6 separate regions of the Mus musculus genome follow, and all the other regions are linked to region 1. The links are chromatin contacts, called in public Hi-C, HiChIP or PLAC-seq and promoter capture Hi-C maps. All regions are on one chromosome and are shown on one strand. Each heading gives the region's core, a stretch centred on a gene start, on an enhancer-like site or on the middle of the called end of the contact. The rest is flanking DNA. Distances are from core to core; before and after follow the strand shown. Region 1 holds the start of A330033J07Rik (RIKEN cDNA A330033J07 gene). Region 2 has its middle 12 kb from the start of Gm35928. Region 3 holds the start of Barx1 (BarH-like homeobox 1). Region 4 holds the start of G630093K05Rik (RIKEN cDNA G630093K05 gene). Region 5 overlaps Gm40938 (a long non-coding RNA gene). Region 6 overlaps 4931429P17Rik (RIKEN cDNA 4931429P17 gene).

Region 1 (4,885 bases), core at 1,521-4,020:
CATTTCCCATGAGCTGTGAGCTTTATGCTCATTTGCCATCTGAAGAGCTTGGTTGTTTTTTCTTGAAGAGGACACACAAGCAACACTTATTTTGAACCCTTGAAGGACTGTTTTTCTGCTAAAAAGCCACACACACACACACACACACACAACACCCTTAAAGAAACAGGCCTTGTAGCAGGGTGGGGCCTAAGCAGGACCCTGGAGATGTGAATGCTAATATTTCGTAGCTCTACAGGGAAGCCTCTGGACTATTCTTATTTCCTTATTCAAATCGAAGTGCGCTGAAATATATGAAGCTGTGCATTAATGGCTTAAATTAAGTTACAGGTATGAATTTTACATAAATCAGATTAATATTATATGTCATGGTGGAATTTTAAACACTTCGTGTCCGTGCATTTTTTATTTCTGCATGCTCTAATTTAACACCCGCAAAGGATTGCATGTCTTAAGCCCACTTCTGCATCTGGATAGGTCCAAGAAAAACCCACCACGATCTTGGATCTTGTTTTATGTGTATTTACCTTCATCAGAAATCCTGCACTGGATCCGGCTTTCGACATTCTTTTCCTATATTTTTCTTTTACTAAGCTTTAGCCTGCATGTATATGCATACACACATACGGGAAGGCTACCCGTTTTCATTCCATTATAAGGGCTTCGCAATTGTGCAAAGATGAATGGTGATGCCGAAGGAGGATAACATGGACAAATGAACCAACTCGCTTCTTGAAAGCGAGTCCTTCTGAAAGCACTGGAATCTTAGGGACTGAAGGCCTGGGGACTGAACTCCCCCCCTTGAAGAGTGACAGGGGACCCACAAACAAGGCTCAGAGTCCCTCAGCAGCTTAGGCCCATGGAGAACGCATTCCAGCCAGCACATTCCCCTAGTTCTTCGTAGGAACTTCTCTCTCTCTTCCCCTCCCTCGGGCACTCTCCATCCTGGCCCGACTCCCACCCGGCTCTCATTTTCTCAGATTCACCCCTCCCACAGCGTTGACGGAATGGAGTGCCCTTCCCATTGGCCCGAGCGTCATTCCCCGAGGTGGCACTGTCCTCCTGATTGGCTGGTCACTCCCGACCCCCCGCCCATCCCCGCCCTCGGGTTGCCCGGCGCCCCGCCCTCGCCACCTCCCTCCGCGCCGCCGCCCGCGCGCCGAGCTCGCCCGCGTCCGGTTCTTGTGGCGACCCGGCCCGCGCGCTGGCCCCGCCCCCAAGGCGCGCGGCTCTACAAATACTGCTGTGCCGGAGCCGAGCGACGCTGTTGAGCTGGGAGGCGCGGTTGGAAGTCGTTACTTTGAGGGGGGGCAGTCACCGGGCGATCCACCTTAGTCGAAGCTCAGAAGGGAACGGCTCAGGGACCAGGGTGGGCTACTTTTTTTATTTTCCGGGGCTTTTGATTTTTCTTGTCTTTTGCTTCGGGCCGATTGTCGCTCACAAAAAAAGAAAAAAAACAAAAAAACAAAAACCTGAGATACCCTTTCCAAAACCCCGAGCAGCTCTCCGGTCGATTTCTGGAGCTCGGAGCCGCCGGGTGCTGCGAGCGCCGGACGCGCAGGAGAGGGGAGCAAAGCAAATTGCGGGCGGGGACCCGGAGCTCGCTCTACCGCTTGTCGCGGTCCTCTCGCGCAGGAAGCGCGCGATGAAGGCGGTGAGCCCGGTGCGCCCCTCGGGCCGCAAGGCGCCGTCGGGCTGCGGCGGCGGGGAGCTGGCGCTACGCTGCCTGGCGGAGCACGGCCACAGCCTGGGTGGCTCGGCAGCCGCCGCCGCCGCTGCGGCGGCCGCGCGCTGCAAGGCGGCCGAGGCGGCGGCCGATGAGCCGGCGCTGTGCCTGCAGTGCGATATGAACGACTGCTACAGTCGCCTGCGGAGGCTCGTGCCTACCATCCCGCCCAACAAGAAAGTCAGCAAAGTGGAGATCCTGCAGCACGTTATCGACTACATCCTGGACCTGCAGCTGGCGCTGGAGACTCACCCTGCTTTGCTGAGACAGCCGCCACCGCCCGCGCCACCTCTCCACCCGGCCGGGGCTTGTCCGGTCGCGCCGCCGCGGACCCCACTCACCGCGCTCAACACTGACCCGGTGAGAAGCCTTGGCGGGGCACCCTGGGCATCGCGGGAAAGGTGGCGGGGCGGCGAGATACGGGTGGTCTTGCTCCTCTCAGGGAATGACAGCCGCTTCTCCCGTCTCCACCGAGAGCCGCCTGCTGGGCTTGGTGATCCACTGGTCCCTGAGCCGAGGGCGGTTGGGACTTGGAGCCCTGCGTCTCCGGAGTGTCCCTTGCATCACAGGAGGCTTCCCCAGCTTCGGGCTCGGGTGGGGACTCTGCTCGCCTGCCTAGTTTTCCAGGACGTCTCCTGGGTGGTGGCGACACTGTGATATGCGCACTCTAACCGTTTTTCCCCTTGGTGTTGGGTTGCTGTTCCAGGCCGGCGCCGTGAACAAGCAGGGTGACAGCATTCTCTGCCGCTGAGCTGCGATGGATGGCCAGGTGAGCGCTCAGGTCCCCGAATGGTTAGTGGGCTACCATGCTCGCACCTCCCCAGGGGCTGCCGGTGCCAGGCACTGCTGCGATCTTTGTCCCCTAGCATTTCGAAGCGTAAAAGCCCCGGGGACACCCATACCTCTCTGCCACCCAGTTAGCGAGACAGTCCACTTAGCTTTCCAACTCGGGGGGGGGGGATCACTCTCTGCGGAGCCTCATCAGCTGTGGTCCCCGCCGCCCTCGTTCCTCTGCCTGTGACCGACAGGCTCTGCTGGTCTCCTCTACCTCTGAGAGGACACCCTCGTGACCGTAGAAACTATCCCAGTGTCCCAAGATCTCCCAATCCTCCTCCCTCCCCTTCATGCCCAGCTGAGCGGCCTGACATCCACAAAGAGGGATGTGGGCAGAGCGCCCCGAACGTTGTCCATTGGCCTTCCCCAGCCCGCATTTGCCTCCTGGGCACTTGGCTGAGCTTCGGGCTGCGGGTGTTGCCTGACCCGGCGGTTTGTTTTGGGTTGTTGATCATGCATGTCTTGAGTTTGGTCGGTGGCGCCAGTTAGTCTGCAGCGAGAAGGTTCACACACCCCCTCTATTCATTCCTCTTCCACAGGTGTGCGGCCGCCTGAGCACCAGCGAGCCAGGAGCCCTAGGAAGGGAGGGCCAGAGCAGAAATTAAGAGAAACAAGCCACCGGAGGAAAGGGGGGGAAATCTTCAGCAAATCTAGAAACGTCGTCTCGTCTTGTCATTCCAAGAGAGAGAGAGAGAGAGAGAGAGAAGGGGAAAAATAAAACTTAAATTCACTTTTACTTTTTTTGCACGTTCACGAGCATTCACCGTACGTATTCTCTTTCGTTTCTTCTTTTATGACCGCTGTGAATTGTACGTTTCTGTGGTTATTTTTATCACCCTTTTGAAGGTGCAGTTAAACTTCGAAGCTTAAGTGTTGTCGACCAGACTGCTAAGTAGAAGAGCAATCGTGAATCCAACCTTAGAGGCTACATTGTGACAAGGGAACTGTTTTTGTTTTTGAAGCTTTACTAATATACCAGAGCACTGTAGATATGTTGTTTTACATCTATTGTTTAAAATAGATGATTATAACAGGGCGGGGAACTTTTTCTCTGCAAGAATGTTACATATTGTATAGATAAGTGAGTGACATTTCATACCCTGTATATATAGAGATGTTCTATAAGTGTGAGAAAGTATATGCGCTTTAATAGACTACTGTAATTATAAGATATTTTTAATTAAATATTTTTTGTAAATATTATGTGTCTGTTTTTTTAAAATCGATGGGAATATTTCTTTTGGAAAATTATTTTTCAGCTCCCTTGCAGAGCTTTTGCTATCTGGATGTTTTCTGTTTGGCCAGGCTGTTGATTTGGTTTTTTTGTTTTGTTTTGCCCAGTATCCAGTTTCTGAGGCTCAGAGGTAACAGCTCTCTGGTACTGGTCTTGCATGATTGCATGAGGTGTTCAATCACAAAATAAACCAGTTACGAGTCCTTTCAAATGTGCTTTCTTTAACCTAGATGGAAACCTTTGTATTTGACGTGTACATGGTAAAAACCTACCTTCTCGGGTTTTAAGTACAGGGTTTTATAGTGTAATATATAAAGAATTAAGTGTGTGGGGTTTTTATTATTATTATTCTTTTTGAACTGAGGTCAAAAATAGATTCTGAGTGAATTCGCATATAGGATGGAGAAATGCTTGGACCTTTAAGAAGTCTACAGAACTGCTGTCTTTTCAAAGTGAAAATGCTCGCCCTTCATTTTACACTAAAGCATAATGTCATGAAGTTTCATATCTGTACAGATTATTTAAATCATAGAAATGAAAAATGTTCTCTGCTTGCTACCAAAGGACAAACTCTTGGAAACGGACATTTTCTGCCCTCTTCCCTCCAAAGAATATTAATAGGCATCAGTAGGAGAAAAAAAAAAGAAAAAAAAAACATACTGGAAAATCCTTCAAGCAGGGATAAAAGTCGATCTTCAAATATTAACTTAAGTAGACCAAAAATTCTGATGACCACATCTAGATTATTTTTCTATAAAAAAATGATTTTCACTATAGCGATGTCAGTCACCACTAAGCTACTGTCCAATTCCATGTGATGTGTAACTTTTACATGTGAAAATTAAAAGTAGATTTATCTGTCTTGTACTGTGACTTCTGATGTGATTTCTTAACGCTATAGGATTGACTAAGGACCCTTCTTCCCTTCCGGGAAAAATCATATATTCTAGGTGAGCTGAGAACTCCAGGGTTTATGAACATCACACATTTAATGTAATGGGTATTTTACATACCAGTTAGATGGAATTTTTAAGAGTGGGAGAATTAAGTGGGATTTAATTGGGTGCTTTGTAAATAGTGAACTGTGTGTA
Region 2 (4,885 bases), core at 1,349-3,848, 490 kb before region 1:
ATTAATAAAGTGTATCCTTTAGGACTTTCTCCCAATTCTTGTAATAATTAAATAAATTATCAAAACTTCAATCGGTGAGCATGAAATATGCTCTTATTTATCATTATTTCCTTTAATTTGTCCAAAACAATTACAGTTTTCATTCCACAAAGGCTTTTGACATTTTTTCCCTGGGTGTGAGATAACTTGGGGGTTACTGGAATGGGAATTGTATTATTAAATACAAATGTCATAATTATTTCATTCAGTCCATGCTATCACTGAAAAGTTGGTCTATTAAAAATAGCTACGTGCAGAAGTAAGAAACCAAAGACAACTTGAGTTTTCAACAACCATGCATCATATTAACAACTACCTTTGTGTAGATGAAAGAAAAGTGCCATTTTGCCTGAATATTGATTACATTGTCCTCACAGTGGTTAGAAATGTGGTTGCACCCTGTGTGAGGGGGATGTCAGATCCACAGATGGATTATGAGCTGTGAGCGGCTGTAAGCCCCTCTTCATTGTACATCTCCCTGCTTAAGGCAGAGAAGCAAGGGAAAACTGATACCCTGGGTTGACAGTGATTGGGATAAGATGATGCAGAAAGTGGAGAGAGATAGAAGCATACACAATAAAAAGATGCCCATCTCAGGGCTATCTTGGAGCTTGGCTGTTGAGCCCTACCATTAAACAACAGACAGACTCCCATTATCTTCTCACTGGGAAATGCACTTGAGAAAAGTGTGTAACAGAGCCCAGTGGCTTAACAAGAAGAATTCTCCAGGAGATTTGACTCACGCTGTGGAATTCCTTTACAAATGCCATTCTGAGATGCAGAATTCCTCTTGCCATCCCAGATGTAACTGTACCAACCTTCGATATCACCAAATACATCAAATTTCCAGTGCCCTTTTCCATTTGCTACTTCCAAGTGTTTTGCCAAGACTGTTTCTCTTCTTCCTGCCTCACCCCCAACCACGTGAGTTGGGCAACACAGAGTGGTCTCCCCTTGATGGTGATCCTCCAATCTCGGCCTTCACAGGCACGGGCTATTGCACTCAGTGTTTTCCTAGACCTCCCTTGGGTTCCCCCCCACCCCCACCCTGGGCCCAACATTGTGCCTTCGTCTGTATTACAGAAATAATGCTGCAAAGTAATGGCGGAGAATAGAATATGGCTCCTTTCTGAGAATAATTTTCCCCATATAACAAATTCAATCAAAGGCGACTTCTGAGATATCAAAAAAGAAAAGTATCAAAAGTATCCAAATAGAGTCAGAGTGGAGAAGATGCCCACACAGTCGGCAACTCTGCACTCGATCCCAAAGCACTGGAAAGAGAAAGGCTAACAGCTTATTTATACCAGCCCAGAAATCCGTTTTTCTCCCTTATTGCTTTAATCTTTTAAGGGTTTTATTTATTTATTTTTCTGAAGTCAAATTAACCAATATCTGCTGCCCAGAAGCCATGGGAAGCACGTGACAAGTACCAATAGAACAAAAGAAGAAATTACAAACGTACACAGAGATGCATTTTTTTTCTATTCCCTGAAAGAAGGTCCAGGGGTTGTGAGATGGCTCAACAGACAAAGGCAGTTGCTATGCAAATCTGACGGCCAAAGTTCTGCCCCCATCACTTCTCCATATAAATAGAAGGAGAGAATGGACTTCACAAAGTTGTCCTCTGATTTCCACATGTGTTTGATGGCATGTGAAGGCATGTGCATACACACACACACACACACACACACACACGTACACACACGTGCACACACAAAACCAATGATGCCTTTAAAGAAAGGTGGTTGAATATCAAGAAGAAAATAATCTTGGGGGAGCTTCCAGGGGGACTGTCCATATTTTATAGATGTTAAGGTTGAAAAGCTTTACAGCTCATCAGACTAGTCATGGGGAACACCATAGACAGCAGTATGATCATTTAGAAGGCTCCAACAAAGGCTGTGTGGATACGTTCTGAAAGGACAGACTAGTGGTAAGGACCGTCACCAAACTCTCTTGATGCTGCAGGGTGGAGACAGGGACCGGAGTTGTTAGAAATGGGACAGACCACGTCTGCAGCATCTTCCTTGCTGAGGTCGCCTTGGCTTTGCCTCCCTAACCCTTGCCACCGTGCAAAGGCCTCTCATCAGTCAGGTAATGCAGGCAAATGTATGTTCCCAATCAGCAAGAAGAAAGAAGTGTCTTGGGACAGGTTGAGTGACACAGAACCAATCTTGTGGCTACTTTCACAGATGCTTCTGGGAAAACTGTCCACTTGGGTGACCTCTGGTTTCTCGTGATTATGGAGATATGACACAGTTTCCTCCCTTAGATCAAAACAGAAAGCAAGTCCTCCTCTCCGTTGCTTTGTTGGCTCTTTACTTCAAGATTCCAGCCAGCTTTGTTTTCCCCCAGGGTCTCCTCCTCTCTGCTTCCCTCTCAGAATGATATATTCTTGGATGTTTTGTTCCGTTTGAGCCAAACTTTATGTGATTTTAAAATATGAAAAGAGTATATGTTACCAAAGTCACTCTAGGCTTGCTGTCCATAACTCAGTGATAATAACTTCACTATGGAAGAGAAAAATGTAATTTCACCACAAACACTCCCATGATGATTCAGCCCCGACTCTTGCCAGAGAGGGCTACGCCATTTTTTTTTCTCTCTCCCCAGCACGCAGGCTTCAGCAAAGAAGCCTCTGCATCTTAATTCTTTTCTATATTAGGATAAAATGCTTTTTGGCTTGCTGATTTTGAAACTCTTAGGAAAGAGCAGGGGGGTGGGGTGGGGGACAGTTTCTCATAAAGTCTTTCTTGCACAGCTAGTTGGTCCGTGTCCCGGGAACTCAGTGCCTAGACTCATGATCAGACCCCAAAGAGCAGTAGCTTAGAGATCATCACCTCAGAAGCGGGACAAGACATGTTTCCTCTTGGGGTGCAGATGGTATCTATTTAGCTAGAATGCTTCGCTGTGGTTGTTTCTCACACCCGTCATTTTGACTGGCTTCTTATCACGTTTGGGAGAGCCAGCATACTTTCCCACAGGCTTACCAAATACATCATTTGATTTTCCTAGCTAAGGCACGGGATCAGGGAGCTCCCAGAAACAGAATGGGGTTCTGGGAAGAAACAATGATTCGGTGCTAGATCTGTCCCCAAGAACACATCTGAAGAGCATCTGACTGAAAAAAATAAGTAGTGGTGTGGTGTTTTCCCGCCAGCGCCCCTGAGCCTCCTCCCCCCGACTCTTTGTGGGGCTGCTTTTGATGAAGACAAGGGCATGCTGTTCCCACAAAGATTCCTGACCCAGGTCAAGGGCAGAAAGCCAGAGAAAGGCAGTGTACAAGAAAAAGCATCACCTTTTAAAGGCTGTGAGCCTATGTCATGAGCAGATGGGATGGAAAACCCGGGAAACATTTGTTAGTGTTTACTCTTTTCTCTCTCTCTCTCTCTCTCTCTCTCTCTCTCTCTCTCTCTCTCTCTCTCTCTCTCTTTCCTCTCTCTCTCTCTCTCTCTCTCTCTCTCTCTCTCTCTCTGTGTGTGTGTGTGTGTGTGTGTGTCCCTCCGTCATCTCTTTCTGTCTGTCTCTTTCTCTGCCAACTCTCTGTGTCTGTCTCTGTGTCCCTGTGTCTCTGTATCCCCCCCCCGCCCCCTTCCCCCCCCCCCCCCGCCCCCTGCCTCTCTAATGACCACACACACTGCGTCTGTGGTCATCATTCTGAAGCAGACTGCAAGGCATAGCCTCTCTGAGAGACATTCACCTCTGCAGGGCTGGGCGCCATCATTTATGTTAGAACATAAAGGTTGTTATTATTGCTGCATTGCAATGCTTTTCCAGACCCACTCCTTTCGCGTATTTCCTGTCACCCTTCCCCATGTGGCCCTGTGGAGATTATTATTAAACATGCCTGAAGCTAGCGAACCTTGCAGGTCTTACTACTGAGCGTTATTATTCAAACACCACAGGGAATGCAGCTTTCTTTCCTACCCAGGAAGATGTGTTTCAAAGCCAGGATGAGTCATACCTCAATCAAAAGGACAATATTTCTTAAAGCAAAGGTGATCAAAAAGGAGAGTTGTGTGCCGGGCATTCAGTTCTGCACAAAGCCTTGACTTTCTGCCTGGAGCTGCAGCATACCTGCTCCCGGTTTTAATACTGCAGCTTTCAAAAAGCCTCCCTTTTGATTGTGGGCGATTCACAGACCTCAGCTCTCTGCGTCTTGGTGAGGGTTGATGGGCTGGGGAACAATTTTTATTAGGTTTCAATGCATCTGTGGTGCTTAAATAAGAGACTGAAGCAGGCACTTGTTCCGTGCTATAGGGTGATAAGTTGCATTAATTTTTATTTTAGGCTGTCTCCAAACATGGCTTTTATGGACTAATAAAAAAGCAATTTTTATAAGTTCACAAAAAAACAATGAACACAGCCGAGCATTAAATATCTTACAGCCAAGGCCATAGGAAAATTATGAACTAAAAAAAAAAAATCTGCTGAAAGTGGCATAAAAAAGCACAATGTGTAGATATTGCATTCTGGAGGTAAATTAAATTCTCACCTACGTGGGGAAAAAAAATCTGTAAATGTGTATTTCTACTCATGAGAAATTTTCTCCCCATCTTTGCTCTAATGCTGGGCCATCATCTCTCCAGATTTTCCCTGATTTACAGTGTCACGCTGCGAGAGGAGCGTCAGACCTCAGTGGCTCTCTGAGCATCTCTGTGTCCCTGAGTCCCAGGTCTCCTCTGCATCCTGCTGCTCTTACAGTTCAATATTTTGCTTCTAGGGGATTTTACCTCTTGCAGAACCTAGATTTTTGTCCCTGTATCCCTAAAGAGAGAGGGGAAAACCCTGTCTCAAAAATAAGGTAGAGAGCAATTGAGGTATATATCAACATGGTCTTCTG
Region 3 (4,885 bases), core at 1,518-4,017, 400 kb after region 1:
CTGAAGCCATTTCTTCGCAATTTTTTTTTCGCCTAAAAGGGGTTTATTCGCAGGTTTGCTTTAGGGTCCCTCTGGACTTTGAGAAGAATGTAGTTTGAAAAGGATGCGTCAGGGGCTCGAGCTTAAAGAGGGCATGGGGCATCGGGGCATAGCCTGGCTCTGAGCCTTTGGTGCCAGGCTAAGCTTTTAGTCCTTGGGGCTTCATTCCCAGCAGGCAGGAATCACTGCAGGCATTCGGCCTGGGCGGCTTGAAACAGTCCTGGCCAGCGTCCAAGGAGCTGGAGGGTGTGTGTGGGAGGGGGAGAGGCGCACCTGTGGAATGGAGTGGGGGTGGGGTCTCTTTCTAGAATTAAGACCTTCATGCCAGAAAAAAATGAGCCTCCTCTGTTCAGCTTGACCTTAAACTCCTTCCTGGCAATAAAAACAGAGCTGTTGACTGGATATCGACAATAGGAATGAGTGGTCTTGGTAGCTCAGACCCATTTCCAGGATCAACCTTGCGTTTTGGGGAAACCTGGCTGAAATTGGAAGGAAGGCGCATAGTGTTCAAATACAGGGTGGCTTCTGTCGGGATCAAAATCAGAGAAGATAGGATGGGAGCTGGCTGGGACTCCTCCCCAGTAGAACCCATTCCAAGCTATACTCCTTCCGATGCCCAAGAGGAAGTGGAGGGGCCTGATGTTGAGCCCTCCAGGGATGGACAGAGTGGAAGCAGTATAGGCAGAAAGGCCTTTGTTCTGGTATAGGTATGGTACCTAGAAAGCCGCTTCTACTCACTGGAATGCCTGAACCAGTCCTTGGATTGAGTTGTATTGAGAAAGGAGGTTGTTGGCCAAGATTCCTATGTCCTGAGTAGACACCGACTTTCCTTTCTGTTCAGTGGGAAGATGCCCATTGCCACTCTGTCTCTGATATGTGTGCGGGTGGTCTTAGTGGGTCCTGTATCACCCTTCTAAAGAGTTATTTTGGTTACCTGATTATCCCCTTTCAGGAGTCTAAAGCAACGGGAAGCCACTAAAGACTGCTTCCCTTCAGTCCTGATGGTGGTCTCCTGACTCAGAAAGTCGCTGCACATTTGGCTGAGCTGTAGCAATGAGCTTTGGGGGGGGGGGGTCTGCATCTCAGCAGAACATTTGGAAAGATGCCCTTTGTCCCCTTCCCAGGCTCAATGGTCAAAGGCTATTGGTCATTTCTTAGTGTCCCGGATGCTACAGTCCAGTAGGCTTCTGAGCCCTCCACCCCAACCCCGTCAGCAGGCAGAAGAAATTATTTCAACTTGGAGAGTTGGGATATAGTGTGATGAACTCAGTTTCCCAGCAGTGAGGGCTTAGGCTCTGTGGAGAGCATTCGTGGGAAGTAGGAGTGGCTTAAAACATGGAGTCCAGTCTAGGAAGGCTGGACAGGGTGGAGACAGAACCCAAGACTCCTGAGAGAGGCAGATAGGAAATACAGCAAGTCCTCTCCTAGCCTCCTGAGGACACCCTACCCTTCTTGCTACCCCTGAACAGCTGGCATGGGTCACCCTGGGTATAGAAAAGTCTCACCTTCCATCCCCACAAACTCCCTGGAGCCAAGAGTCAAGTCTTCCAGACTTGAGACAGCTCAGAAACTGTCAGTGCCAAGACTCAAAGAGGCACACTCAACAGAGGTTAATTTGGGGAGAGAAAAAGAGAATGATCTAACAGCCCCATCTTTAGTCCTGTGAGAGACTGGAGGCTCAGAGATGGAGCTAGGTCCCCAGACTCTCAGAGTATTCCATGATCCCCTGCCTCAAAGTTCATCCAGTGACAGTCTTTCCCCTTTTTATTCATCTGCCCTTATTCTATCCCTTGCTCTAAGTAAACATAACTCAGCCCACTAAGTCTGGTGGTTGCCAGAGAAAATGTGTCCAGGTAAGCTTAAATTAGAAATTTAGGTAAATCCTAGTTGGAGAATCTTTTTTTTTTTCTCCCAGGGTAGCTTCAGAGATTTGAGATCAAAATGGTAAACTGAGGTTGGGGTGGACAGGGAAGGGGGGGAAGTGGTGCACAGGCATGGTCACCACCCTGCGAGTTACACCCCGGTGTATTGCACTGGATCCCTACAGCATCTCGCAGACCTGGGAAAGCTGTTTAAGGCTACCCCTTTCCCAGCTTGGCTTTTGCCCCTCCTCCTCACCACCACTCCAGCCCCTCCCCATCCCACCCAGTCCGCTGGCCTTGCTGCTGTGCCCTCCCCGTGCCCTCCTGCACCTCTGGGGCTCTCTCCTCTCTACGTCTCGGCGCACTCACGTCTAAGAGGCGTCTTGGACACCTTCACATCACTGCCTAGGATCCTGCGTGGTCCTTGCTGTCTGTCTTCAGACTTTTTCACGCCTCTCATTCAAGATCCTCGGTTTGCCCATCTCCGCAGTGTCCTATCCTCAGGGCTGTCCTCTTGGGCGAGCTCTCCTCTTTTTCCCTTGGTCCCGGCCTGCGAGCCCCTATCCCGGGCTCTTTCCCTCCTTCCCTCCTCTCAACCTCCTTTCCTCCCTCCTGGGTCCCTCCCTCCGGCTGGGCCTAGTGGGTGGGGGGCGGCAGCGCGGGGCGGGGCGGGGCAGGGCGGGCGGGGCAAGGCAGTGACGCGGGGCTGGCCAGGCTAGAGGCGCGGCGGCGCGGGGCGGGGACGCAGTCCCGGGTCCGACTGGCCGAGCCCCGCGCGCCCCGCCCGCGCCCTGCGCCTCCGCCCGGCCAGCCGGCGGGGGAGGGGGCATGAGCCGGCGCCCGCGCGCCGCCGCGAGCTGCGGGCCGGCCTAGAGCCCCGCGCGGGCCCCGCGCCGGAGCTTAGCCGCCGTCGCTTCCTAGCCGCGGGCGCATCCCCGGGAGCCGCGATGCAGCGGCCAGGGGAGCCGGGAGCCGCGCGCTTCGGTCCGCCCGAGGGCTGTGCGGATCACCGACCGCATCGCTACCGCAGCTTCATGATCGAAGAGATCCTCACTGAGCCTCCGGGGCCCAAGGGCGCAGCGCCCGCGGCCGCCGCTGCCGCCGCGGGCGAGCTGCTCAAGTTCGGCGTACAGGCGCTGCTGGCCGCCCGGCCCTTCCACAGCCACCTGGGTACGTGCAGCGGCCGCCGCGCAGAGGACTGGGCTTGGCGGGCGGGTGGGAGTCGGAGACCTGGGGTTGTCCGTAATTCATCCTCTTTCTCCCCTGTTTCTGGAGCGACCTGGGATGCAGCTCAGCGCAGGCCCGAGGCACCTACCTCTCTTCGCGCACTCCAACGGGAAAGTGGAGGGTGCGAGCAATGAGCTAGGCAGAAACCAGGCCTTGTGTCCTCGCGTCAGACCAGAAGAGAGTTTGTCTTCTGCTTCAGGGCGGCTTCGAGTTTTTTCGAATCGGGTGATAGGCGAGGCCAGGAGCCAGAGACCGCATCCCTATGGTTGCTACAAAATCAATCTACCGAGCACTCTGGATCAAAATGACTTCAAACCAGGGGAAGCCTGAGTTTCGCGGTAGGGTTGGCTGGGCATAACAGTAGCTGCCCAGACTGGGAAAGCTCTGGAGAAGAGGGTCGTGTCGCATAGTGTTGGATGCCCAAGCCATCCAGGAGCCTTTCAGAACCCCGTGCTTTCCAGTCAGCAACCGACCGAGGCCTGTGCTGCGGCCAGGGTCTCCGTAGGCCTTGTTTGAGGGAAAGAGGCCTGGTTGTGATCCGCTGCCCAGTTGGTCCTTCCATCCCGAGATCTGCTGGGCTTTCGTGCGTCTTGAAGCACTTGCTCAGATCTTTTCTGTCTCCGTCTTGTCTCTTGGGAGATTGTGAGGCAGTCTGCCCTGTACTGCATCTCGGCTTAGGGCTTAGTGACTCTCTTTGGTTGACCTCCTTCCTAGCCTTTTGGTAAAGTGGATCTGTCTCCCCTCTACCTCTCCCCCTCCGCAAGATTCTCTTCCCACTTCCTGCTATGTTTTCTATGCTCCCCTTACCCTGATGGTTCTCAGCCAGGCAGATCCATCCTTTCCAGTATCTCTTTTAGGAGAAGCCTACCAGGAAAGGAAGCGTCCAATATAGACTCCAGCTCAGCTAGCGGCCTCCGGAACCGGCCCCAGATTCTGTCCAGTCTTGGTAGCAGCCAGTCCAGTTTGCCTCTTTGATGTTCATCTGGTTCACAGCCTCTCTGCTGCCGTTCACTATAAAAGGACTCTGTTGTTGGCAATTCGTTTGAAGCGGGCAAACAGCCGATTTAGGGCTAAAGAACATGGAGAGGTCTTCATGCTTCTTGGGGGGAGGGGGTCTGAACAGAGGAAACAAGAAAGACAATTTTCAGGTTCAAAGGATGCTTTGGTGACCCTTTCCTCGCCAATGTCCAAGCCTCAGCCAGTGATGTAGGTACAGCGCCCAGAAAAACAAATGCTCACATTCCACAACGTTCTTTTCCCAATGCAAAAGCTCCCCCACCCCCGCCCCCGCTTCCAAATTCACCCGTTTCTTCTTAGTTTCTCTTTTTCACGAAAGGCATACTCTATGTCCTCGGAGCAGCGAACTTGCTCTAAAGCATCCTGAAATCTCGGAGCCTACTGGCTCATGGGGACTCCAAAAAAGAGCAAAGGATGCGAGGGATACTCTTTTCTAGACTCCTCGGGATAGCTACCTGAAGGAGGGTCGCCCAGGATGCTGGGTTTAAATCCCCAGGGAGTGGCTGGTTCGGGCTCCCAAACGCAGCAAAGCGCTGTGGCGTGGGAGGCTGGAATCCAGTTCACCCAGATCTTTCTCTCTTCTCTCTCTCCCCTTCTCTCTTTGCTCTGTAGCGGTGCTGAAGGCTGAGCAGGCCGCAGTGTTCAAGTTCCCACTGGCGCCGCTCGGCTGCTCCGGGCTGGGCTCGGCGTTGTTGGCCGCCGGGCCTGGGATGCCCGGCCCCGCAGGCGCATCGCACCTG
Region 4 (4,885 bases), core at 1,213-3,712, 350 kb before region 1:
ACATTACGTCCTTCATGAGGAATCAACCGGCAAGGAAGAACTTGTTGATGTAGCCACAAAATCCTTCACAGATTGCACTGAAATATAAGCAGAACACATCAACAGTGAAACTTGGATTTAGGATGACCGGGTAGAAATATTTTGAGAAAATGGAGGATAAAGATCTTGATGCCATCTTCAATATGGGCCTACGGGTTGCAGTCACTGTTCCCCCCAAACACCAGCCAATCTAGTGATACTAGTAAATATTATTTTTAAATGAAATAGAGGGGCTGGAGAGATGGCTCAGGTGTTATGAGCATGTACAGTTGTTGTAGAATACCTGAGTTCTATTCTCAGCCCCATCTCCGGGGGGATCTGCCTCTTGCCTCTGAGGACACCTGCAACCATATGGGTACACACACACACACACACACACACACACACACACACACCCCTCTGGATCCTTAAAAATTAAATAGAATAGCATTTAGTATCCGTAGTAAAAGTTAGCACTTTGGTTAGTTCTTTACCCTGAGAGTCTGTGGGTGCTGGATCACAATGTGTTATATCTCCTATGCCTGTCACAAAGAAGTGTAAAAGAAGTGAAAATGTTATTGCTTTAGATCAGGGATTCTTAAGCATCCCATTCAAATCCCCTTTCTGTCCATTTTTTTTTCTGGGATCCTGGACGTACTGGTATATAAAATAAGCAAACAAATCTAACATTTGCTGATAATGAATCACAAGGTAATTTATTTTAAAACAATTCTTTACTGTACATAAAATTTTACCATCTATTAAAGATCAAAGCAAATTTGCATACTAATGAGAAACATGTGCTTGTTTGCTTAATATAATCCAACCCAAAGATATACTAATTTGATACTTACATGCTGAAGAGTGATGGTAGGAAAATATTAAAAGTATTTGTTTTCTCTGTAATTAGACAATTATGTTTCTAGAACAGCAGAAAATTTGCATGTATGGTAGAAACACTTCAGTTTGTTACATACCAATGATGTCAAGGCTTAGCCAAGGTGTGTCATGTAGAACCCATTGATGTGTGTGTTGCGGAGCATACTTCATGCAAACTGTACATGTGTGTGCAGAACCAGGCGTGCAGGGAAACAGTTTGTGGCCCTTGTGCATTCAGAAACCGTGTACTATTGATGTACATTATCAATAATTCTCAAGACCCACCCCATGTTCGCATACCTTAACCCATATAGGATCACAACCCTCAGTTTAAGAAGCTTTGATGTATATGATGTATACAATATTTCTAAAACACTTTAACTTTGTGGTTGTTCAGGTCATTATATGCCTTGGTGGCATCCTGAGTAACTTTTAGCAGTGCCCAAGTTTCCTATGAGTTACTTAGAGGTGGCTGTAAATGGCCTCTCCGTGGCTGGTCTATCAGATTGGGGGCACACCAAACCCAGAAAAGTCATGCTTTACCTCTTGTGTCCCCGAAGCAGAATGTAATGCAAAACCTGTCATCAGGGGTTGTCCCCAATGGCAGAGTCCATGGTCTCCCATGCAGGATGAAAAGGATGGTAGGTGACCTATGGCCACCATGGCATAACACTGAGTGAGTTCCAAGGCCAGCATGGCATAATACTGAATCAGTTCCAAGGCAGACGCTTCAGTGACTTCACTTTCACAGACTCTCAGTTAAATTGCTCCCCTCCCTTCTCACTCTGTAGTTGGATATGGTCAGACACAGCCCAATAAATACATGGCTTGCTCAAGGGCACACACTTGAACAGGGCCAGCCTGATATTAAAGTGCTTCCTAAAGTGATTCAGTGTGTTCCAAGCATACGTGCTCCTCTTCCATACGAGAGGCACAAATATTGTCACGTGCTTTTGGGAAAAGCCATTTGACACTTCTCTGAGGTTACTGAAGGTTTTGGAAGTTCGAGCTTGGATGTTCCGCTTGGAATAAATCTAAGTAACTTTCTCTCCCCCCCCCCTCTCTCTGAGTGAGGAAGAATAGAGAGGGTTTAGAGGTCACTGAGCCCCTCAAGACCAGGCAGGTCTTCTGGAGTTACTATTGGAAACAAAGGGAACACTGGAGATGCTGGCAGTGCACACAGACTCTCAGACAGCTGGAGTGTTTCTGCATGATTTAGCCTCATGTAACGAGTCTGGCATTTCCAAGTTTGGGGAGGAGAGATGAGATGAAGTTCACGTTCGCTTGGGGTTATCTCTGTAATCATTGCCCTTTGATGCCAGTAATATTCAACTCAAAAATCTAGATAATCTTCTCATTATACAGAGTGTAGTATCATCCCAGAATTCTGATCGGTAACATTTCCACACAGGGAACACTTCTCTGTGCAGCATGTCCTTTTCCTATGAAGTCACTTCTTGGCTGGCTCTCTCTCCGTTGCCCTTGACTCTCCACCAGCCCCCAATGGCATGTCAATGAGGGCAACTGTGCATAGAGACCTTTCTCAGACACTGAGTTTCTAGTTCATTCAAATTTCTGTTTGGGGTGCTCTGAAAACACAGAAGGGACACGGGACAGATGTGCCATCCAACCGGGAACATCTGGAGAGTTTCACTGAGTGGGTAAAGTGACCTCTTCTCATTTGTGGAGACAGAAAGTCTATTTCAGGGATGGGTAGGGGCTGCAGCAAACTGGTGGTAGGGTCACATTTCTAGGCATGACGTGAATGGTGCAGTTAGCACCAGTGCCATGTTTTAGAGACCTGGTTTGGACAGTAAATTGGCTTGAAATAAAATAAGCGAAATCTGGCTGTGATTCCACTGCCCTGGTGAGATGGTTTCAGAGCCCAGGGGAAAAGGACAAAAGGGGTCTGATTCTCTCCAATCAAGTAACGAAATAGCAGCTGTTCCCATGGGCAAGAAGTACAAATGGCTTTGCTGCTGAAATAGGCTTACAAGGATCCAGGCTAATCTTTGTGAAACTGTGCTTTGAATGACTGCTGTTAACAAGCATTTGCTAAGATAGTTGCTGGGTTTTTGGTTTGTTTTGTTTTGTTGTTGAGATTTCAGAGTGCAGCAAACCTCTCCTGCCTTCTCTTGTCTCTTCATTTCTATTAAGGGACGAGAAGAGCTACTCCAAAAATCTGCAAAGAAAAGCAACTCTTCAGTCATGTTTGTGGCACTGGCTATAGATTCTGCCAAGCTACATAGTCCAACTCTGGGGATAGCACTGGTACAAAGGAATTATAAAGAACAAGTATATTCAGACCTAAGCATACCTCGGGTATTAAAAAGCATTTGTATATGATCTACACATGTCCTCATACATACTTGGAATAACTTCTAAATTACTTATAATACTGAGGAAGATATGAATACCATGTAAGAAAGTATTATGCTGCATTCTTCAGAGTGACAAGAAAAAGTTTACACATAGTCAGTACAGATAGAAATTTTTTGAATACTTTCAATCCACATTGGTTAAGACCATAAGTTCAGAAACCATGACCAGGAAGGGTCAGCTGTACTTAAATCTGCTCTCTCTTAATATCCAGATGATGAGAAAGAACTTCAGGAAGTGTCTCTCCACACAGACTCCCAACTCTCTATTTTATTTGGAGTTTTTGTTTTCTTGAGATGGCATCTTACTAATTAATATGTACCCCTGGCTGGCCTTGAGCTCATCATATAGTCCAAGATAACATGGAACTTGATGCAGTTCTTTTACCTCAGCTTCCCAAGTGTTGGGACTATGGCTCTGTGCCACCATGCCTGAATTTTTAAGATAAGTATCTTTATTGATTATTTGAGAATTCCATACAATGTATTTTTATCATATCCATCCCCAACTCTTCCCTTAACTCCTCCCAGAACCACTCCAAGATTCCCTGCCATATTTCATTTCTTTAAAAAAGTAATAATAATCCATTGGCTCAAATTTGTGCTTTCCCTGGTGTGAGTTCATCAAACGGCTCGAGAGCCACACCATTAAAGAAAATGGACTCCATCTCTCTTATCTTTCCCCAGATGCCACCATTAGTCCATAGATCCTCAGTTAGGAGTTAGGGTTTATGGATCCTTTCCCACTCTAAGCTGTAAGGTTGACTAGCTTGACCTTGCACAGAGAAGTACAGCTGATAGGAGTTCATGAGACCAGTGGCCCTGATGTTTGCAGAAGATACTGTTGCACTTTGGTCCTCCCTCACCTCCAGCTCTTATAGTCTTCCTTCCATTGATGGTCCCCAGGCCTTGGGGAGAGAGTGTGATGCAGACACCCTCTTTGTGATTGAGATCTCTTGTATTCTCTGATCTTTGACCAGTTGTGAATCTGTTGTCAACCACCATCTACTGCGCAATGAAACTTCTCTTTTAGGAACTGAGGACTGTACTAATATGAAAGCAGAGACCTGTGAACTTAGAGAAGAGTTTGATACTAGATCCATTTAACGAACTAATAGTAGGTTTACCTCTGGGGCCACTGAGCTCACCAAGTAGTGTTCTTGGCTAGATTTTCAGTTTCAGGCCTGTGTTTCCTCTGGTAGAACAAGACTTAAACTCAATGAGGAAGGTTTGGTTACCTCTACAAATTTGTGCCACTATTGCACCGATGGACATATTTTGCCTCCTTGGTCATTATTGCAGATTTCAGGAGCCACAGTTTGGTAAGACTGTTGAAGACATTGCCCTAATTTTCCAGTAGCTGACATAGAACTTTCCTTTTACTATTAGAGCTAGCTAGCAGGGAGGAACTTCCTAGTCAGCACTGACTTGATTTCTCCATGTTCAACATGTATGGCATCTGCAATAGAGTATTACCAATAAGTTCTGTATTCAACTAAGAATAATGGCAATAGCTATATTATTTGGGGACACCCCTGACCAACTCTCTGAGGAGAGGTATCTCACAGTTGGCAATGAGTTCTTTTTGGCTAATATATTGTTTCTGGAAT
Region 5 (4,885 bases), core at 1,073-3,572, 320 kb before region 1:
GAGAGAGAGAGAGAGAGAGAGAGAGAGAGAGAGAATAAGAAAGAAAGAACCAACTTTTTGGAAACTTGATATAACTCACTTTTGTGTATTTGTAACTTTGTGTACTTATTATATGTTCACAATGAGTATCTAGACATTTTGTGGGATTTTATTTAAAAATCATACTGTACGGGGCAGGAGAGATGACTCTGACGTCAATAACCCCTACAGCACTGAGAGGGAGAAGGAGACATGTGTCTTCACCTCTAACTAAGAAACTATTACAATTGATGGCCGTGTGCACAGGGAAAATCCGTTTTCTCCAAGGCATTGTCCCTTGGTCTATCAGCCTCTGTCCTGGACAGGCCGCACGCCCATGATTAGTTGTCCAACACAAAATGAACGCAATGGTATCTGGTTGTTGTTGTGGTTGTGGACTTTTTGTTTTACTTAAACAAAGTTATGCTTTGGCTTATTTGTTTTGATTTTTGTTTTTGTGAAATTTTGGAGGTTGGTTGTTGGATTTATTTTCTGTTTGCTTTGGGATTTTTGGTTTTTGTTTGTTTGTTTTTTTGTTTGTTTTATTTTTGAGAGAGAGACAGACAGACAGAGAGACAGAGAGGAGAGAAAGCAGTAGGCACCACTACTGTGAGTGAATATGTAATAGAGAGACGGGGAAGGCCTTAGACCGTGTTGGTGTTCAGGAGCTGTGCTGACACTGAGGGCCAAACTGATTTGAGTGGCCTGTGCTGCCACCTGAGCCCATGGTGATGTCCTTGCCCTGGCTGCTGAGAGCCATGAACATTTGCAAGTCAAGCTGTTTGGGCAGAGGGGTGCACTATGGGACACACTAGGACATACTGCAGCTTTCATGGTGAGATGTGGTTTTTTGTTTTGTGTTTATTGCATTTTTGGTTTTTTTGTTTTTTGTTTTGTTTTGTTTTCTCTGGGGAGGGGGTAGTAGCAAGGGTGAAGGGCGGTTATGAAAGGATGGGGAGGTGAGTGGGATTGGGGGGGTGCACGTTGTGAATTCACAAAGAATCAATAAAACATTTAATAAAGAGAGAGAAGAATACATACAATCAGGTGGGTGTGGAGGTGGGGGTACTCTAGGAGGAATTAGGGAAAGAGTAAACATGATCAAAATACATTGCATGAAAAAAAATTAAATGCATTTTAAAAAAAACCCTGCTTGCTGCTCTTGCAGAGGACCCGAATTCAGTTTCTTACACCATGCTGGATAGCTCACGCCCTTCTGGAAGTCTACTTTCAGAAGATGTCTGAAATCCTATTCAGGCCTCTGTAGGCACCTGTACACATGTGGCATGCGGAGGGGGCGGGGAGAAACATATAAAAATAAAAATCTTCAAAATAACAGATCTAGTATACATTCCAAGTGACGGCCTGACTCTATGTAAAAGTCTGTGTAGGGTCATTGAAAGCCAAGAATACACGTTTCCCGCTGACACAGCAACGGTTAAGATTCCAGCTGACACAGGATGCTGATGGATAACAAGGGTGCAGCCAGGCCACATGGAAGGAAGGTTGTGGGCTCCTCAGGGACCTGAGAGCTGAGGGGCAGGAGGGAACTAAGATCCCAGAGAAGGGCTATGAAGTGAAGATGAGGAGAGGTCCCTGTGTTGATGTCCTGGGAAGGAATAAATCTGAGACAATGGGAGAGGATTTTTCAATGACTTAAACTGTTGAGGGAGGAAGAGGAGGAGGATGATAGCATAAGGACAATTATAATTGTTAATAATATTATTATCCTATTATTTCCAGTTTCCATTTCTGTTTACTCTCTAGCGGTTAGCAAAGAGGAAGTAAAGAACAAGAGAAGAGTTAAAGATGAAGCAGTTGCCCAGGTCTTTTCTTTCTTGTTCCTTTGTGTTCTCCCATCTCTCCCTCTCCCTCTCCCTCTCCCTCTCCCTCTCCCTCTCCCTCTCCCTCTCCCTCTCCCTCTCCCTCTCCCTCTCCCTCTCCTCTCCCTCCCTCCCCCCCCCCCTCTCTCTCTCACACACACACACACACACACACACAGAGAGAGAGAGAGAGCTCACCATCACCATTCCCCAAATCTATCAGGCTACACCATATGGAGATAAAAAAGGCTGTACACAAATTTTAAAAAACAAAAACTTAAAAAAAAAATCCAAAGGCCACCCACTGGCTTGTTTTGTGTCGATAATTATATCGGCTACTGTCTTGCAGAACAATCGCCTGCTGCGGTCCCGCAGCCCTGATGAAGAGATCACACTGGGAAGTGGAAAGTGTCCCTGTCCTCGGGATGGGAGGCGGATTTGCTTTCTTCCAGACAGCCTTGGAAACAGGGCGCAGGAGAGAAGCAGCACAGAGCAGCCACAGGGATGTCTGAACCTGCCGTCAGCAAGTGTGGAGACAAGGCACCCTTGCAGGGAAGTCGGTTTGCAAACAATGAACATCTTTTGTGTTCCTTGTTGGCAAAGCAATTGATTCTGAGTTAGAGATTGGCTGGGTGCCACCTGAGAATGGTTTCTCTTCTGTTCTGAAGAGTACAGGAGTAGAAAGAGCTGCAAGAGAGGGTGTTCTTTCTCCTCTTAGCACGACTGCAACTGGAGCTGACTTGCTGTCTTCCTCTCTACTGTAACTCACGGTATGCATCTCACAGACCGCATCAAATGCTATGAAAATCTTACAAACAACTGAAAATGCTTTGGGGGGCATTTAATAAAATGTGGGATGGTATCTCACATCAGTTATTCCTTCCCTCATGCAATTTACATATACCTTTTTCTCCTGAGAAAGAAGCTTAGCGCAGCAGGATGGATGCGCATATGACTCACAGAGACGTTGGGGGCGCGCACAAGACCCGCACAAGTTCAAGCCACACCAGGGCCCAGCACTAAGAGGCTATTTGCGATGGTTGTCTGCTGGGAAAAATCAGTTTTCTCCAATGGAGTGTCACTGGCACTTATCAACTACACCCCAGGGCGTGCCCCATGCCCACGAGTCTCTGGCCAGCACAGAACTGGCTTCATGTTTTCTGTGTGTGTTTTTTGGTTTCATTCTGGTTTACCTTGGTATTTGTTTTGTCTTTTTGTTTGTTTCGTTTGATTCCATTTGTGTTCTTTCCGGGAGGGAGGGTGTTTTTGTGTCTTTTGAGAGAAAGAATAAAATTGGTTGAGGTTTGGGAGGTAGGGAGGATCTGGTAGGAGTTGGTAGAGGAAAACATGATAAAACTATATTGTTTGAGAAAGCTTTCTATATTAAGGTTCTGTGTATAAAGAGTTATATGTATTTCAAAGAAAGAAGCCAGGCTAACACCCTGTGCTCAGAGGGGAGGTTGTTTAAACTTTATAGTGCTAATGTGAGTGGCTAAGGAACACAGAGAGGCCAGAGCAGCCATTAAAGTATTATTGTTTTAAGAAGTAATAAAAAATCTCCAATCGGCTTCATTGAAACTTCAGATGATTCTATTAAACAGGTAGAAATCAATACTTTATGGTTTAGCTTCTAGCTGCTCCCCGTTTAAAGAAGTCACTTTTTCCACAGGAGTGCTGTTTGAATGATTTCATATAAAACACCATCCACTAATTGGCTTTGACATAATTAACATACTGGGAGAAAGAGGAGCCAAGTCTCTGGCAGCTGTACCACAGGGAGGCATGAGCTGCAGAAGGACTTTCATCCTCCCACAAGGGTACCATCCCATCATGGTGCAGGCAGGCTCAGGGGTGGGGGTGACCGGCCTGTGGGGTCAAGGGCTTCTCCTCTGTGCGCTGTGAGCCACACCCATCTTGAGAATGTTCCTGACTGCTCCAGACATAGAAGAAGGCCCGTGAGGTTACATGTTCCCATAGGATCAACACAACAGCCTTTGCCTGTCCCTCTTCGGGGTTTGTTAGTATGTATGTACACAGCCGAACACACTTGTGATGCATTCACGGACACAAAGTGTTGCTATATGTTGTTTTGTGCTTCCCTTCGTTAAACGTCAAGTTGTGTTTAATGATGCATTTTGCTCATAAAGGTAGCAGAGGTTTGTTTGTTTGTTTGTGTTGATGATGTGGTCAAATTCTTGACATAAAAACTTGATTAGGAAGGAGTCTGTTGTGGTTTGTAGTTCCAAGGTCCATGCCTGTTGCCCTGAGTAGAGGCAACTGGTCACCCTGTAGCCCAGGTTGGAAAGGGGAGAGAGAGATTGAGGGAGGGGAGGGAGGGGGGAGAGGGAGGGAGGGAGGGAGGGGGAGAGGGAGGGAGGGAGGGAGGGAGGGGGAGAGGGAAGGGAGGGAGGGAGGTACTAGTGCTCAGCTGGCCTTCTCCTTTTAATTCACTCCTGGAACCCAGCTCATGGGGAATGACTGAAGCCTTTTGAAACCTCCAAGCCCTGCCCCAGTTACAGACTTCCTCCAATAAGGCCACACCTCCAACCTGTGCTGCTGCCACCATGTCTTCCTTGCTGAAACTGTAAGCCTAGCATTAAATGCCATCCCATATCCTTTCAGTTAACCCTATCTAGAAACTCACTCACAAGGACAGAGCTCTGCCTCCCAGTGGATTCTGCTTCCTATCAAGTTGGCAGTATTAACCAGCATAGCTTTCTTTAGTTAGAAAAATCCTGAATTAGTCAGCATTCTCAAAAGTAAATAAATGGATGGATGAATAACAGAACCAATAGAATACGTACATATGGTCTCTTAGTTACTTTTCTATTCCTGTGATTAAAAATACCAATAACCCAGGCAACTTATAAACACACAGAGAAAGTTTGAGAGTTACAGTTTCAGAGGGTTAGACTCTGTGACCTCAGGAAAGCTGAGCACTCATAGCTTGATCCACAAGCAAGCAGCAGAGATAATACTGGGAATGGCACAGCCTTTTGAAACTTTAAAGCCCAATCCCAGTAACACATCTCCTCCAATAAGGC
Region 6 (4,885 bases), core at 934-3,433, 260 kb before region 1:
TGAGACCTAAAATGATCTTACTAGATCCAAAAGCGCTAATAGGTCACACTGCCCACTCTTCTGAATTATAGACTGCCCTTTTGTTACTTCTGCCTTAGTCCTTTGTCTTCTATTAATTCGCAATCTAACTTTTACCAACATCACTTTTCTCCAGCAAAAAATCCTCTCCCCCCACTCTCCAGTTTTCCCCACCTGTTGTATTATGCCCCCCCCCCTTTTTTTTCTTTCTGATTTGCCTTCTTAGCCCCAGACATGGCATTTTATTTACAAACATCGCGAAAGGGAACCGTGTGGGATCCAGGTTCTGTTCTGGTCTCTGCTGTGATCATCAGCCTGTGAACTCTCTTTTTTATGGGGAGAGTGTTCTATTGGTCTGCAACAGTGTCGCTTGGCTCAGGAACTCCAAAATCCACAAGACAAAATGTAATCGGCTTGTTGCTCAGCAAGGAAAGTGACAAATAGCAGGTGTTGCTTTAGAAGCTTTGAGAACAACACTGCGCAGCAATGTGCCAGCTGGATTCAGGCAGATCATCTACAGAGCTGCCGGAGACCTACAGGATGATATCTCCATCAAGGCCCACAAACCACGTGCTAACCTCTTCCCGCCATATTGCCAGCGAAAGTAGGTCTGACTTAAACAGGGATGCTAAATTATCCTTATTTGTGAGAAAGTGTGCTCTCGTGAACCCCCCAAATCACTGACATTCATAAATGATCGTTTGATTTTACACATTAAACGGACTATGTCTTTATTAAAATATAAATTATGAGTTATGATCTTAAAGCATCATACACATCTAATACCAACTTAATTTTAGTTCTGCTAGTTTCAATTACTTTTCCGTTTAACCTCTCACTGATAACTTTCCTCGTTGCTGCTCCCAAACACCTGGCAAGAAGCTTTTTAAACGAAGGAAGAGTTTGTTCGGACTCTGCCCGTTATGGCAGGAAGGGCATGTGGAAGGGGAGCCGTGGCAGTGGGGACACAGGCTGCTTTCTCACAGCTCAGTGGGTCCAATGGAGAGAGGGGGACTTACACTTCTCTGCTGGTCCCTTCCTGGTCAATTTTCCAGCCCACAGGATGGGACCAGCCACATTCAGGATGAGTCTTCCGGCTCAGCTAATCCTCTCTGGAAAAGCCCTAGCAGGCACACCCAAAGGGGCTGCCTCATTAATGCTGGAGGTGTTTCTTGATCCAATTAAGTGGGCAATCAAAATTAACTAGCACAAACTTTAAGCATGCGGGAAGCATAAATTGGACAAGGCAGTTTCTGGCTCTGCCCCTGTCGGGATGCCAGTGTGAGCCCCAAAAGGAGGTGAACGGATTAGTGTTGCTTGGCTCCCTCCCACCCTCTCCCCTACGCCCCTCCCCACTCCTCCAAGAGCTTCTCATTGTTGTTATAATAAAAGCATCTTCTGCCAAAAGACTGCAGTACACCTGGCACCTGTGTCTCCCTCATATCCCATCTCTGTCTCCTGCCTTCCCACCTCCTAGGCTTCAGCCGTGCACCCCTCCCCACCTCGATTTTGTGGTCATTGTCACTATTCTCCATTAACTTTTATTATTTGGGGGGGGGGGGTGTTTGTTTCCACTGGAGTTCACTGCCTTGTATGGCTGGCCCTCTTTCACCTTCCAGGACTATTAAATGGAACGTGTTCTCTTGCTGTTTGCACCATGAAACTCCCACTTCTCTATGTATCTATCTATGTATCTGTCTATGTATCTATGTATCATCTATGTATCCACGGGTGTATGTATCTATCTACCTACCAATACACACACATCTATACATCTGTCTGTCTGTCTGTCTGTTTATATATCTATCAATCATCTATGTCAACCTTCTTTCTTACTGGCCTGCTTCATTCCCTCTCTGTGTTTCCTTCCATCTAAACTAGGTCACTTCACTATTTTCCTCTCAGCCTTCTTCTCTCCTGTAGTTTATTCCTTGCTGACTCTTGATTGACAGGGGCCGTGACAAGCATATATAAATATTCATGAATTATTAATAGAATAACTAAGAGAGGGAAACTGCCTTGGAGCTGGTGGTTTTCCACTGTTCCTGGCAGGCTATGTGTGCTCTTGCAATAGGCTACGTTTTTGTATAGGGACTTACCGTCCTCTCCCTTGTACTGTGACAACAGCCTGCATGCTGGCCTCTATGGGACACTGAGCAGCAAGCCATCTGCTACCACCAGCTCCTACTGGAGCCCCCTCCCACCCTGTGTGGATTCTTCTAGCAGCCTCGGATTCTTAACATGTTCTTCTACCTGGTCTTAGAGTTTCCAATTAATTTTAACAGTCTTTGAATTCAAATCATTTTCAGAGAGCAGAAGATAGACTTCTTATAATCACAGTTTATTTTCACAGTTGGCTGAGTTCAGGCTCTGGCATTCCTGTCGTCTCTCCTTCATGGTTTCACAGTCTGCTCACGGTTCATATTCTACTGGGAAGTTTTTTTTTTTCTTTCTTTCTTTTTTCTTTTCACTCCATGTACTCTGTTAAGATGGAGAATTTCAACATGGAAAACAAAGTCATGTTGCTAGATAAATGTACCCATTAACCACTTAATGAATGTCACATTCAAATGAAAGGTTCCAAAATTTAACCATACCAATACAGATTCTATTTGTAGATATATAATAAGGTCCAGGTCATATTGGAGATGCCTTTTTTTCTGAGCCAAAAGCCTCCCTTTAACTGCTAAGTTTCTTGGCGTCTTGGACTATTTCTTGGATTAGATCCTAGGGTTCTAAGTAATCCCTCTGGAAACAAAACACTGTCTTTCTCCCTTCAGTGGCTTTTGGTCTTTGTGCTTTATCACAGCAATAGAAAGTTACTGGTACAGGGAGAAATAAATAAATTTAGCAGTTTTGGCTTTTGGCATCTGGAATGCCCCTAACCCCCAACCCCAACCCCAACCCAAACCCCAACCCTAACCCCCACACTTACCCGACTCCCCAGACAGTGTCTCATCTTAACCTGAAGTTCCTGGGATTTACTACCAAAAGTCGCATAAGAAATTGCAATAGAAAATTGCAAAGAAGGTAAACAGTGAAAGAGTTCTCTGTGCTCTGTGAGTCAAAAGGACCAAACCAGGGCAGTGGCACAGGAGAAAGCTCTGCATTTGAAGAAATGACTTCAGCACTCCTACGTGCATGGAAGGACAGAAAGGGAGCTCTCCACATGTAGAGGGGTTTAAACAGAAAGAACTTAATTACTTTGCATAGAAAGGTGAACAAAGAGGTGAGCAGTTTGAGGATAAAATAAAGAAACAAATAATTAAATATATAAGGACAAGCTAGGCATAGGAGCCTCGTGCCAAGGGAGGGTCCTTAAGAAGAGGAAAAGTAAGTATCCAATTTTCAGATACAGCAGGTGAATGTTTGAGACGTTAAATTGAAATTGATTTCTCCATAGTATTACATTTTTAATTATCCACGATTACTTTGGTCCTGGAAAAAGCCTGCCATTCAAAACACTATTAGTGTAGCTATCATTAATAAAGGGAGGAATCCGGAGAGCCGACATGGTGGGGTGCACTTATATTTCAGGACTTGAAAGGCTGAAGAATTGCAGAGAGGGCACAGCCAGCCTGGGCTACATAGCAAGACTCCATCTCAAAATGAAAAATAACAATAAAAGACAGAAGGCAGCATCACCAGAGTGACAGAAGGAAGGCCAGGACACCAGGAAAGAGGGGACTCACTGGGCAACCAATCCACAGAGAGGGAGCAGTGCCCTGAAAGCCACAGTGTGATTGCAAAACTTGGTGATAGATGCCATGAACTGAGTGTCTGTGTCCATTCATCTGCTGATGTCCTTCCCCCCAGTGTGATGCTATCTGAAAGTGGAGCTTTGATGCTTCTGAGTGTAACTGATGCCCTTAAAAGCAGAGACCCAAGGGACTGGGGGAAAGGCTCTGTGAGCAGATAAGAAAGTCTTCCAAGCAATCATGAAGACCCAGCACCCGAATCAAAAGCGACATGTGTGTACCTGTAATGCTAATGCTGCAGGTCAGAAACAGAGAAACAGAGGCATTGTGGAGGCTAGATTCAGGTTCAGTGAGAAACCCTGAGTCAGGAGAAATAAGCACGAGTGGCTTCCATGAAAATATAGGCTCGTGCACACACACATACTATACTATATATAAATACACACAGATGCATGAATATACTATACACACAAAAAAATAATAAAATAAACCACCCCTGCACACCCACACACACATGCATGCACCCACATGAATAATACAAGGACATTTTTGAGAGAGGTAATTCTAGGAGACAATCCGAGGGGCAGGCAGCGGCCGTGAGCCAGGAGGAGGCCTTCAGTAGAAAGGGCCATGCTGGAAACCTGAACTGGGGGTTCAGGGCTCTAAAAGCTTGAGAACCTCATCTTGCTTGGTATGTTTGTGGCGGTAGGTCAAAAGAGCTTGGCCAGTCAGTGGCTTAGCCCATGGCAGCCACATATGCATGTTTTAACATGAAATAGGGGGACTTGGAAAGAGGGAGAAACTCTGTGGCAGATCGTGGATCTAGAATGAGGTTGTGTTTGGCTTTCATCTTTAGCACCAGGAAAGGAAGTAAATGAAGGTGTTTATCGTCAAAGTCTAGGTGACTGTATAGTACCCATTTGGGTGACTTGTGGACTGTGACAACCCCATGGACTTTATTTTGAGAGTTTTAGTAACTAATGTTGGTTACTGGTGGCTGGCTGTACTCACCGGGTAATGGCTCACTTGGTGCTGTTAAGATGTGCCATGGAATCCTGGCTGTTTAAAATGATCTACTTACAATTGTTTCCATGTGTCCTATGGTGTGTGTGTGTGTGTGTGTGTGTGTGTGTGTGTGTGTGTGTGTGTGTTAGTGCACATGTATATGG

What was found. Promoter capture Hi-C pulls out the DNA fragments that hold promoters and counts their contacts. A called contact is a pair of places that touch in the nucleus more often than the background predicts. HiChIP or PLAC-seq counts read pairs in DNA pulled down with a chosen protein or histone mark.
Region 2: a Hi-C map of uterus shows a contact between it and region 1, with 3 times the contacts expected there. The contact joins the enhancer-like site here to the promoter of A330033J07Rik in region 1. A contact is called at or near these places in 6 of 39 promoter capture datasets (the 3T3-L1 cell line, 3T3-L1-derived adipocytes, the SN4741 cell line and 2 more), 1 of 15 datasets of contacts at CTCF or cohesin (the NIH/3T3 cell line), 9 of 484 Hi-C or Micro-C datasets (cerebral cortex, cranial neural crest, embryonic fibroblasts and 1 more), 12 of 115 datasets of contacts at active chromatin or transcription factors (the NIH/3T3 cell line, SST interneurons, astrocytes and 9 more) and 1 of 9 other capture datasets (adipose tissue).
Region 3: a promoter capture Hi-C map of embryonic stem cells shows a contact between it and region 1. The contact joins the promoter of Barx1 here to the promoter of A330033J07Rik in region 1. A contact is called at or near these places in 2 of 39 promoter capture datasets (cranial neural crest and embryonic stem cells), 6 of 484 Hi-C or Micro-C datasets (all in embryonic stem cells) and 1 of 115 datasets of contacts at active chromatin or transcription factors (embryonic stem cells).
Region 4: a contact with region 1 is called in a promoter capture Hi-C map of 3T3-L1-derived adipocytes, with 8 times the contacts expected there. The contact joins the promoter of G630093K05Rik here to the promoter of A330033J07Rik in region 1. A contact is called at or near these places in 17 of 39 promoter capture datasets (the 3T3-L1 cell line, 3T3-L1-derived adipocytes, the C10 cell line and 11 more), 5 of 484 Hi-C or Micro-C datasets (cerebral cortex, cochlea, neural progenitor cells and 1 more), 8 of 115 datasets of contacts at active chromatin or transcription factors (craniofacial prominence, embryonic basal ganglia, embryonic forebrain and 4 more) and 1 of 9 other capture datasets (liver).
Region 5: an H3K4me3 HiChIP or PLAC-seq map of forebrain shows a contact between it and region 1, with 6 times the contacts expected there. The contact joins the enhancer-like site here to the promoter of A330033J07Rik in region 1. A contact is called at or near these places in 6 of 39 promoter capture datasets (the 3T3-L1 cell line, 3T3-L1-derived adipocytes, epiblast stem cells and 3 more), 3 of 484 Hi-C or Micro-C datasets (palatal mesenchyme and uterus), 10 of 115 datasets of contacts at active chromatin or transcription factors (astrocytes, craniofacial prominence, embryonic basal ganglia and 7 more) and 2 of 9 other capture datasets (adipose tissue and embryonic stem cells).
Region 6: an H3K4me3 HiChIP or PLAC-seq map of embryonic forebrain shows a contact between it and region 1, with 4 times the contacts expected there. The contact joins the enhancer-like site here to the promoter of A330033J07Rik in region 1. A contact is called at or near these places in 3 of 39 promoter capture datasets (3T3-L1-derived adipocytes, cranial neural crest and hippocampal neurons), 3 of 484 Hi-C or Micro-C datasets (embryonic stem cells and uterus) and 13 of 115 datasets of contacts at active chromatin or transcription factors (astrocytes, craniofacial prominence, embryonic basal ganglia and 7 more).

The regions. Positions count from the first base shown.
Region 1 is chr13:48,259,853-48,264,737 of GRCm38.p6, forward strand. A330033J07Rik (RIKEN cDNA A330033J07 gene) reads right to left here and starts at 2,771. Exons shown (of 3, transcript NR_102303.1): 1 at 2,068-2,771. Id4 (inhibitor of DNA binding 4) reads left to right here and starts at 1,264. Exons shown (of 3, transcript NM_031166.3): 1 at 1,264-2,086; 2 at 2,433-2,495; 3 at 3,100-4,885. The coding sequence starts at 1,646. The coding sequence ends at 2,477.
Region 2 is chr13:47,774,688-47,779,572 of GRCm38.p6, forward strand. No RefSeq gene overlaps it. Among named protein-coding and RNA genes, the nearest start is that of Gm35928, 12 kb to the right of the region's middle. Within about 2 kb of position 2,599, at least 55 of the 459 cell types and tissues checked have an H3K27ac peak or open chromatin away from gene starts, as enhancers often do. A contact at or near this core is called in the NIH/3T3 cell line, SST interneurons, adipose tissue and 4 more, where this site is marked.
Region 3 is chr13:48,660,269-48,665,153 of GRCm38.p6, forward strand. Barx1 (BarH-like homeobox 1) reads left to right here and starts at 2,768. Exons shown (of 4, transcript NM_007526.4): 1 at 2,768-3,071; 2 at 4,758-4,885. The coding sequence starts at 2,849. It overlaps Gm36606 (a long non-coding RNA gene), which reads right to left and starts at 2,524. Exons shown (of 4, transcript XR_382336.3): 1 at 2,271-2,524.
Region 4 is chr13:47,907,973-47,912,857 of GRCm38.p6, forward strand. It overlaps G630093K05Rik (RIKEN cDNA G630093K05 gene), which reads left to right and starts at 2,463. Exons shown (of 3, transcript NR_045156.1): 1 at 2,463-2,554. The region is part of intron 2 of Gm40938 (a long non-coding RNA gene); the gene reads right to left.
Region 5 is chr13:47,940,154-47,945,038 of GRCm38.p6, forward strand. The region is part of intron 1 of Gm40938 (a long non-coding RNA gene); the gene reads right to left. Among named protein-coding and RNA genes, the nearest start is that of Gm40938, 5.9 kb to the right of the region's middle. Within about 2 kb of position 2,323, at least 34 of the 459 cell types and tissues checked have an H3K27ac peak or open chromatin away from gene starts, as enhancers often do. A contact at or near this core is called in embryonic forebrain, forebrain and uterus, where this site is marked.
Region 6 is chr13:47,997,463-48,002,347 of GRCm38.p6, forward strand. All of the region lies in intron 2 of 4931429P17Rik (RIKEN cDNA 4931429P17 gene), which reads right to left. Among named protein-coding and RNA genes, the nearest start is that of 4931429P17Rik, 19 kb to the right of the region's middle. Within about 2 kb of position 2,184, at least 3 of the 459 cell types and tissues checked have an H3K27ac peak or open chromatin away from gene starts, as enhancers often do. A contact at or near this core is called in embryonic forebrain, where this site is marked.